2 separate regions of the Gasterosteus aculeatus genome follow, and region 1 is linked to region 2. A link is a contact called in public Hi-C data. All regions are on one chromosome and are shown on one strand. The core of a region is the stretch at or near the end of the contact, and the rest is flanking DNA. Distances in the headings are between cores, read along the strand shown.

The links. A called contact is a pair of places that touch in the nucleus more often than the background predicts.
Region 1: a contact with region 2 is called in a Hi-C map of skeletal muscle, with 11 times the contacts expected there. The contact joins the promoter of usp1 here to the enhancer-like site in region 2. A contact is called at or near these places in 4 of 6 Hi-C or Micro-C datasets (skeletal muscle, tail fin and whole body).

What each region holds. Positions count from the first base shown.
Region 1 is chr8:10,421,616-10,427,097 of fGasAcu3.hap1.1, forward strand. It overlaps usp1 (ubiquitin specific peptidase 1), which reads left to right and starts at 2,194. Exons shown (of 9, transcript XM_040183396.2): 1 at 2,194-2,329; 2 at 2,793-3,025. The coding sequence starts at 2,859. kank4 (KN motif and ankyrin repeat domains 4) reads right to left here and starts at 2,852. Exons shown (of 9, transcript XM_040184043.2): 1 at 1,116-2,852.
Region 2 is chr8:10,368,457-10,374,021 of fGasAcu3.hap1.1, forward strand. kank4 (KN motif and ankyrin repeat domains 4) reads right to left here. Exons shown (of 9, transcript XM_040184043.2): 7 at 5,270-5,489; 8 at 5,002-5,144; 9 at 2,414-4,588. The coding sequence ends at 3,989. Among protein-coding and RNA genes, the nearest start is that of usp1, 53 kb to the right of the region's middle. Within about 2 kb of position 3,500, at least 4 of the 9 cell types and tissues checked have open chromatin away from gene starts, as enhancers often do.

The DNA of each region.
Region 1 (5,482 bases), core at 944-3,443, 52 kb after region 2:
TGAATTCACAGCAGGTTGCAGTTTATACAAAATCCAGGCGAAACAGGTGGATTTTCTTTAGATTTTGTGTCATCTGAAAAACAGCGAACGATATCCCACAACGGGGCGGCTGTGGATTTCAGTGGGAGTACAATTCCGCCCCCATCTCATTTTGTTCCATGTATGTCAAGTGACCTTGCGCACTGTACAACAATTGTGTTTGCCTCCACTGTGTAAAGTATTAGCCAATCAAAAACCTAGTTAGTTCGGGACACGGGTGACATAATCTGCATTGTTTAGAGAGTATGCAAAAATGATGGTATCAGGAGGTGATGAGGGAAGTGAGACGCGGTAATCCCTCTTTAAAATGCATCCCCTGGTTAGGCTTTAGATGGGATGTGAGAGAACATAACACCTCCCCACCGGTGTTAAATCTGTGAACACCCCCTCCTGGTTATTACATGTGTAATTAATTCTACCACTAGGCAAGTGTCCATTAAACTATGAGTGGAGTTTAAAATTATCCCAAGAATGAAGTATGTGCTTCTGGTGAAGAAACACACTGATTTAAAGCCAGAGCAGAACTGGAGATTGCAAAGATGAAACACATGGATGGTGACGCTGACAGCATTTGCTGCAGCTCCATCACTACCACAGGGCTACAGTCCTGACTGCCCCCCTTCCACTACGGAATCAGCATCTCTGCTGCAACACCACTTGATCACCAAGCCAGAAAATGAATAGTGATTCCGGAAGCTGAGGCACAGTAGGTAGCTCATGACCATCGACACATTCTTGTTGCTGACCAAGCAACCCCCCCCTCTGCAGCTGCAGCGGCGGCTCGTCCTGCACAACCCCGAAGACCACCACATGCCAGAAAATGCCTACACCGCCTGCGTGAAAAGGAAACGACACACATTTTTCTTACTTGCTTTGCCTTTGCATGCAATTGTTTTGATGAAGAACGCACGCCCGCAACATCACTCTGACGCCTTATGGAAAATCAACACACTTACAACCGAGACACATGAGCCGAAGGCGAGGATTCAATCGACCACGCTTGCGGTCAGCCTTTACAGCTGATTTTAGTTCATCTAATGACGCAGAAAGCTGTAAAAACCGCAGTTGTGTCTTACCTCTATATTCGCGGAGGGAAAGCTTCTGCTGACTGTCAGATGAGGAGATGCTCCGGCGGAGGTGGGAATGATGTTCGACACTTCCACCGCCGTTTACAGCTACAATGTTGCCCCCTGCCGGTTGAAGGTGGATATCGCTCCGGAACGCTGTGATCGGAGGTCAGGTCCTTCTGTTCCGATTGTTATTGTTAATGAAACGTGTTCCCAAAGTCAGTTGAAGAGAGAATGTTGTGTCCACGCGTCTGAGTAATTAAACAACAGACAAATTGTTTTAGGGCTGAGTGGCTTTAACAAGAGGCGAAAATCTTTAAAAAAATAAAGGCCAAAAAAACATGAAAACTTCTGTCCTTTCCTTGTGAATCCATTAAACTTTTTTCCAAAGCAATACAGACCTAATCTAGAACAATCTATTTAAATGGACCTGGGGATCCAACGGTTATCTGGGCGCATGTGATAAAGAAAGGCAGACTCCATGTTTATATAATACATAGTAAATCTATGTGGAGGTTCAAACCTAAACTATGCTGAGTTCTTAGTAACAGTATCACTGGTTAGTTTTGTTACGCTTTTAAATACATTGGAGTACTACCTTTCAATCCAAATTGCCGAGCACATGACCCGTTCTGTTTCCTGTTAAGCCCGGATGGAAGAAGTAACTTTTGTTTTCATTTATTTAAGTTCGGAAAACACATAAAAAGGGGACGTTCAAGTTAAAGTCCTGCATGAAATGATTTTACAACTTTTAATTTTTTTTTGTTGAATTTCACTTTCCAATAAATATTGCCTTACGTATGTCTTTTAATTAAGGAAGAATCCTTCTTTTTCAATCTAATTTGAAGCACCTTGATAAAGGACTACAAAAATGGCTTCGAAACGAGGCCATGTGGGCCTAAAATAGTTAGGTGACTTAATCAAAGCCTGTGGCCTGAAATTTCTGCTGATAGAATTTTACAAACGTATTTGATAATTTAAAGGATTTTTTTATGCCTCCAAAAATACGTTTAATTGCAAGGCTGATCATTATTTGGACATTTCTTTGCGATGTTTTGATTTCGTGTCGGCGCTTCGCGGGCAGAACAGATGACTGCGGGTCTTCCGGTTTTCCGTCAGAAAAAAGCGCCAACTTCTGCTGCGCCGTCCGGCTGGCAAACATTATTGTTGACTGGATACTCTGTGAAATACATTAAGACTTCGCGCTGGATCGACTTGTTCAAGTAAGAGTGTACACGCGTCACGGGGGGGGGTTCGTAGCTTGTGTTTTTGGACTGTAAAAAAAAAAGAAGAAAGATTACGTGCTGCCGTTTTTACAACCACGCCGCTCTGACCCACTTTCGTCTCCGCGCTGCGCGATAAACCGCAGCTCGTTCCTGACGTCAGTTGCCGGTGTAAACGGCTCTATTTCGGATTGAACGTGGCTTTGCTAACGAGAGAGCCACCAGCACGTCACCGCAGACTAACGCGAACACGTTATATAACTCGTTGTTCACTCGATTGAAGCGGACACGTCTCTAGTTCCCGCTAGCTAACGCTAGTGCGGTTAGCTAGCGTCAGTCGACAGGTCGTTGACCGTATTCAAATAACGTTACAACCAAACTCATCGCGTAGTTTAGGTTTCGTTATCGTTGAACTCCGATGGCGCCCATTTGACGTTACGCCGCGTTTCTCTCCTCTCGCCAGTGAGGTGCGCTGTTGCGTCTCCGTGAAGACCAGCATCGGCCCGAGGGGACGTTTCGCGGGAGAAAGATGCCCGTCCTGCAGGGGGAACACGTCGCGGCGGCGGGGAGCCCCGTCAAGAAGAGCAAACTCTCTCTCAAGTACCACCAGAAGAAGGAAACCAAGCGGGTTTTGGACTTCTCCGAACCTCAAGCAGATGAGCCCAAAGCAGTTGAGCAAGTGGAGCCTGAGGCCAGGTGGGTAATCTGTGTTGTGTGGTCGAAGGTCAGAACACCTTTGTTGAGGCGAAGCTGGGTCAGACTCTCTGCTGCTCTTTGCCCAAAACATGCCAGAGAGTCATTCAAACACATTCACCCCAACATTTTAATCGTAAACAAGTCCTTTAACCCTGTAACACCCATTGTTGTAAAATTACAACGTTACATTTAACCATCCTTAAAAACAATGTTATTTTTTATGTTTACTACATTTACATAGTCATTCGGTCCTATTGTTCAGTCTCACAATGCTATTGGATTATACATTTGTTTATAAATCCCGCCTTATGGCCATGAACTCACAACATCTCAAGGTTTCCTTCGAACAACATCTTTGTTTCAAAGGACTGGATTCATCACATTCAAGTAAGTAAAATGTCTTTTATATATTTTTTGGTTATTATAATGTCTAGAGCATGTACATATGTAGTTATTGTGTAATAAATTCATCAAATTTCATTTAGAGCTTGTTATATACTTGTTGCACTTATACAACACTGGGTGAGTGAGGTAGTCAAAATAGCTGGCTTGTTGCAGTGGGCTCAAACAGGTTGTATTCCCTCCACTACACCACTGCCTGAAAGAGTATTTTCTTATACATGGACAGTATACCTGTACATTCTACTCTTTTGTTGTGTTCTGGTCACATTTGGCTGATTTTAAAAGTTGTATCTCTGAAAAGTAGTTCATTTGATCAGACTGACCTAAAATTCCAGAGGATATCAACAGACCATTCAGTTCTGGGAAAGGTGAACATGTTCCTGAATGTGGGGTGTTAATGTAAGTGGGGGTATGCATGCTTTCCTTTTAGTATGATAATTAGAGCGCATAACAAGCAGTATTGTTTGACTAAATGGCTGGTGATTGGGATGCATGTTTCATTTAGCATGATAAGTAGACAGCATAGGCTATGCCATTTACATTTAGCAGACAGCAACAGGTTAGAAAGAAACTTACAATAAACGGACAGTATTGGAAAACATTTCTACCCTGAGCACTTGGTCCACCAACCTATTACTTCAGGTTATGTACTACAATATAAAAAGCAGCATATTTATACATGTTAATTAATTGTTTTATTTTCAGAATGCCACCAGCAAGGAGAGCGTTGCGATACAGTGTGCAGGATGTGATTGATTCCATCCAAAATGGTGACAGGGAATTTGAGATGGACCTCAATGACACTGATGAAGACTCAGATGAAGATGTCTGTCAACAAGTGGACAAAGAAAACCAACCACCCATGGACTGTCCAGCTGATAATTACGTGGACATCGAGCCACAAACAAACAAACAAACACACCATGCCCCCTGACAGGTATCGCTGGCTGAAAAAAGATTTCATCAGTCCCAACACTGATCTTTCTGGTCTGGATATCACAGGAGATGACATTTCCCTCCACACACCATGGGAATACTTCAAGAAGTTTGTGTCCAAAGACATGATTGAGGCTCTGACACAAAACACAAATGAGTACAGCTTTCAGACGGAAAATCTGTAAACACCACTGTACAGGAAATTGAAAAAATGTTTGGCATGTACCTGAAGATGGGCCTGGTACAAATGGCTGGAACCCGTATGTATTGGGAGACAGAGACACAGTGCTCCCCTGTTGCTGATGTGATGCCACGCAACAGATTCCAATCCCTGTTGACATCATTACATTCAACATGACAGTATCTGAGACGGAAAAGAAAGATAAACTATGGCTTGATTCATTCAGAGAGAAATGCCTGCAGGTGGTACCAGAAGAGCACAACTCTGTGGATGAGATGATGATTCCTTTCAAGGGGAGGTTCAGCAGCATCAAGCAATATATGCGAGGCAAGCCAAACCCATGGGGATTCAAAGTGTTGGTGAGAACTGGAATCTCTGGCATGATGTGTGACTTCGATGTCTACCAAGGCAGTGTCTACCAAGCCAAACCTGAACTTGGATTGTCAGATGATGTTGTGATGAAACTTGCTTCCACACTTCCAGAAAGTCAGAACTACAAAATCTATGTAGACAACTACTTCACCTGTGTTCCATTATTAGTAAAGCTCCTTGAACGGGGAATTCATTATGTGGGACCAGCCGGGCAGGTGCGCTTACCCAACTGTAACCTTGAAGACGAGAAGAGTTTGAAGAAAAAGGGGAGTGGAAGCCATGATGTCAGAGTGGAGGGGAATCACAACATCTGTGCTGTCAAATGGTATGACAACAGGGCTGTCACACTTGTGTCCTCGTTTGCTGGACCTGAACCTGTGCAGAAGATTCAACGCTGGGACAAAGTCAACAGAGCCTACATTGTGCCTACAAGTTGAGAGGCCTTACATTTGTTGGTGCCTACAACAAGTACATGGGAGGTGTGGATTTGTTGGGACTCATTTACAGCCAAATAGAAGTTCCCCATCAAATCCCGTCGCTGGTACATGTACATCTTTTGGCACACC
Region 2 (5,565 bases), core at 2,250-4,749:
GTGACGACCAGTTCTCCACTTTCAGTTTCACACACTTTCACACTTGATGACAAAGAGACTTTTCGTTCTGTCAGTTGGTGTGGTCTTACCACAAAGTTATTCCACCATCTGCTGGTCACTGCGTTTTACTACATTGTATTGTGACTTTGGAGGTAAAGCCCACATGCAGAATCGTGCTCGGAATCAATAGAAAAAAAATCCAGTTCACACAAAAATCTTTGATATTAATATGTATTTATTCAGAAGTAGTTCTCTGGTTTTGCCACATATAAGCCTGTTGTTCAAGGGATATTACAGAGAGGTACATGTTTTTATTTTTGACTCTGTCATGTACATAATCTCATCCAAACCAATGAGAAATGCCAGTATAGCTTTAGCCGGTGTCAATACTGCTTTAGAGTTTACGTTTACCCAGAAATATCAAGGGTAAAATTAAAGGGCACATGACGCAGTCAAAACCATGTCCACATCACACATGTACTTCACCACCCTGCCAATCCATGGTACGCTAGATAATCACATCATCAGGGAACACTCTGCATCATTCTCAATCATTCAATTTCCCCTTCAACACAATCACTGGAATATTTGTCCATGCATACATAAGTATACTATATATGGTAAAAAATATAGCATTTGGAATAAATACTTGTATCATTTATAGAGCAAACCTTCAGACAATGCTTGTTATATATTTGTCACAATACTGTCTGTACACGATTTTTGATTATTTTTGATTACTAAACAGATAAAACTATATATTCAACCCCATGTGAAACCGATTTAATTTCAGTTCTTTGGTGTTGAGCCAGTAATGAAACCGTTTCAGATCTGGGTCACACTGGATTAAACATATGGATGTGATTCACTTCAAGACTTAATACACGAGCACGGAAGACCAGATATACCAGATATTTCACACAGCACCGATTGGATCATCGTTTAGCCGTCTGTCTAACAGGAAGCATCAATGTGCCTCAGTGTACAGACAACCAGAAATGATCACATGTGCTGCGATGATTTAAAATAAGTTATTTCTGATCCTGTTTTAATGCAAGACTCATTGTTGAGGAAATCTTTGCTACTTTGTTACAAAACAAATGATTTGATTACTAAAGCCACTGTTGAAAATATCCCATTATTGCTTAAATTAATCCATTCTCTATATTACTACATAAACGAGATACGTCATATAACAAGTATATCTTCACGGGGATTCCGTAAAGAATCATTTTAGCATCCACAAAAACAATGTCTGGGAATGAGAGACTGAGCGGTCAGATCACACGGCAGCTCGTAAAAAGAAAGGCGATTATCTCAGAACTGGACAGCGTTTGCACGGCGCCGTCTGCACCTCAATGCAGATTGGCCTCCCGCAGATCACACATGGCAGTTGTTAATGTGAGTGGTATTCACCTTCAAATGCCACCTCCAGTGACCCCAGCAATTAACCCGGTCAGACAGAGAACATGTGGCTGATGTCGTCTCTGGAGGAGTTTCCTTTAAGAAGTAACTGGACAATATCATTAGATTTATCTTGTCATGGAGACTAAAGGTTTACAACAGAAAGCCTGTGTTACAAACTCGAGGCAGTACCCAATTAGTTGACAATGTTACTTCCAAAAGTCTGTTAAACAGAGCATTTAATTAACTTTTGTTTCAGTTACTGTGGAACGTTACCGATCTGTTGATAACATTGTCTGCTGGGCGTTTTCCGCAGGGGTCACTGAAGGTGAGCTGTTACGTTGTAAACATTGAATCAAACCAGAACTTCTGTTCAAAGATTCTTTAGAAATATGGGTGTGCGTTTGTTTAAAATAGAAGAAGACGACGACCACACTCCCTGGAACACATCTTATCTCTAAGATGTGACATCGTCATCTGATTAAGGCTGGACCAGAGTTCCTCCCCCTAGAGGTTTAGGATTTAAAAGTTAGCATCGATATTGCTTCTTTCCGCATTGCAGCAATAAAAAAAAACTTGTTTTTGACATATCGTTTTGAAATTATGAATTACTTGAAGCGGCATCGAATTGTTAGTCATTTGAGAACAGGCAGACCAGACATTTGTTGTAAAGATTAAGTGTCTTTAGTCGCACATGGTGAACAATTATTTAGTCCCATGATCCAAGCCGGTACAGTTATACTTGCTAGATTGTTTTCTCGGAATGTATCATAGTCGGCCTGACATTCATTGTGCATTTTGTAGCAGTTGCATACAGGATTGGATTTGAAATGAGAAGGCAAACAAGACACATATTGTATTTGAACTGAGGGACCAAGAGGGAGAGAGAGAGACGCTTATCATGAAAACAGTATTACAACATACTGTTGTTCGTTTAGTATTAAATGCCAGCCAGTAGGGAGAGTAACTGTGTATCGTCATGCAGCACCTTCTGAACTGAACAATCTTCTTATTAGAAAACGTTTGTCTTTCTTTAATCTGGTAACATTGTGGTTATAAAAATTCGTAACATAGAAATGTTCAACAGAAAACATTTTCACCCATGTCCCTGTATCTGGAAAAACATCATTACTATGGCAAAAACAATACAATAATTATTGTTTAATATCCACTGAATGATGGGAAATTTACCTGGACACTCTATTCTATAATTATATAACATCTTTTTTATAATTCACACTTTTAGACACTTTTATATGGTTTCTTAGAGAGGACTATTTCCTTTACACAAACACAATAAAAAAAAAGTGCAGCAGAAAATACAGTTTTCTTTGTTTCTGTATGAGTATAATGCATTCGAATAACATTCTACATATATGGTGTGTATCATTTCTCAATCATTTCCATATTCAAATATGGAAATGATAATGCCAATCTCATGAAGGAAAAATAGAAATTATGTCATATTTAATATTATATATTTGAAAGGTAGATCATGTGCTTAGTATTTTTGCTTGAAGAGCTCGTTGATAAGATAAGAAGCAGACGTTTTTAGAGCATCTCTTCATCCACTTGCGATTCGGTCCGTCCCTGCTGCCCTTTAATATTCTCACCCTGTCTCATATGTGATTTCCTGTCAATTGTCACCATGGCAATGCCTTATCATCAAATCCACAGGGTCTCATTTGTTGTCTATCCACTGAGTGGTTAAATGCAGCATTTCCATAAACACCCACAGGGCCTCAGCAAGCGAGTACATCCACTTTTTTCACTCTGCATACTAAGTCTTGTATGGTGTCCTCCTGTCTGTAGTTCATTTGAGTGAAATCCTTTTTCCTCTTTGTTGGTGGGCAAAAAGTTGTGTAAATTGTGCGGTTGTTGGTTGGAGAGCGAGAGTGGTTTGGATGTCACTGGAGGTCCGTGGTAAAAAAGGACTCGGGGCCTCGGGTTTCAGCGTGGGCCTTCAGAAGGTCACGTATCTCTTGGTGGGCGGCTCCCTCTGCCACAGATCGCGCTGTCTGTCCATTCTGGGGAAACACAAAACGAATTGTCACAGTTTCAAGAGTATTGCAGGAACTCATCATATCCTGACAGTGGCAGTGTTGTGTTGCTCTCTCTCTCTAGCAACTTCACATTATAGTCTATGTGTATTTACTGCAACTGCCCCAATGCAGGCAATGCAACTTAGCTGTAAGATCATTGGAAGAGCTGGGTCCAGTATCAGGAAATAGGGTTTTAGAATTTTTCTCTTCTTGCAATGCCAGATACGTTGTAAAGCTCATCTAATCATTTTCTCCTCTGCAAGGATTAAAATAATAATATTCGCTGACAAGTTTCTCGGCATCAATTACCTACGAAATAGGCCAGGTTACAAAATATACCGTGGGAGGTTATTAAGGAAATGCCTGAAGGCCTGCACGACATTAACATCCATGTGATCAATCTAAACACCGGTAAAAACATAACCCTAACCCCTAACCCGTCATCATCATGGCATGAGTTATCCTCTGAGGTCGCCGGGCAGCAAAAACCGCTCCAGAAATGCTTCAATGTTACAGTAGCCTTCAACGCAGCAACGTGTTGATTAAGGAGTGACATTACTGTATTGCCGCCGTGATATGGCGTTATCTGACTGCGCACCTCGAGCTGTGGAGGAGAATCGACCCTCTGGAGCAATCAATAGACTACCAGGTACAACAATCAATCTCCATTGTGTGGGCGAGGCACCGTCTGCTCTAACCGACGCTGCACGCGACGCAGCCCGATGTCTAGTTATATATTCCATGTATGTGTGTGACCCCGGTGGCCTTTTTGCAACACGGCAGGCAAATAAATAGGTGTCGAGGTGAAGCAGCGATGGCGGTCCTCTCAGTGAATAAAGTGCCCTCGTTGAGTTGAGCCTGCTGATATTCTCGTCTTCTTGGATGAAGGTGAAACAGCGCAGTTGGCAGTATACGTTGTACTTTACGGTACAGCGGTGCACCTTGTCCGTGAGGGTGCTGTCACAGCGGCCCGTCTCCAGCAGCATGCGAACGATGTTGGTGTGTCCGTGTTCGCTGGCACACATCAGGGCCGTGGAGCCCTCTCGGTCCTGTGCGTTTACATCCGCACCGCAGCTCAGGAGCAGCTTTACCATGGCAACGCGGCCATGGCTTACCGCGAGCATGAGCGCCGTCTGGCCCGCCTGGAGAAAGAGGAAGAGATACGGAGAATTAGAATTAAATGGGGGAGAGGGATTTTATGATGGAGAGATAACGAGATGCGGGTTCGGAGATGAGGGAGGAAGTAGATAAAGAAGAAGAGATGGAAAATTAAGTGAAAAGTGGAGGGAAAAAAAGTGTAAGATTGCATGCTGTTACATTTTGTTCGGTTTGCACTGCAGATGTCAATAAAAAGTTGTTGAAAATATTCCAGTGAAGAGAGCCACTTGTAAAAATGTCCAAAGATACAGTCATTTCCCCCAGAGGAGTTATTCAATCCCCATAACTGAAATACAACCCAATGTACAACACGTCAGACGACAGAGATAATCCTTCAAAATCCAGTCTGCTCAGCGCGCCCAATGATTTCGTGCAGGCATGTATGTATTGATATTACCTGTCTGGAGCACGCATTGACGTCACCCATTCTCAACAGCTGTTGTGCAACCTCCAGGTCGTCAGAGCTCTCGGCAGCTGTCAGTGCAGCAAGCATCACGGGAGTGTAGCCTGCCTTGTTTACATTGTCCGTCTCACACAGACCTGGAAACAAAATGTTTTAATAAAATACAGCGTTTGCTGCAATCCTTTTCATAAACTCCGTATTCAAGCTCTTCTGCTTCATTCACCTGAGTTTTTCACTGCGTGTGTGTGTGTTTGCATCTCACCGGTATCCAGCAGCAGTTTGACCACGGGGAAGTTTGAATGTGACACACTGTAGTGGAGGGCCATGTTCCCGTTGCCGTCGGTTAAATTGACTACGTATGGCAGGAGGGTGGGCGTGGTGAAGCCCACTTGTCTCAGGTACAATCTGACGGTATCGGCCTGCGATTCTTTCTGACTGGATATCTTGAACCACTCCTGGTAGAGCACCACTAGGACCTGGCGCTGGGGGAGAGAGGAGGGAAGGATGCTGTGAGAAAGCCGCCCGTGGAAGCGTTTCTACTGTTCTGTGAACATTTTT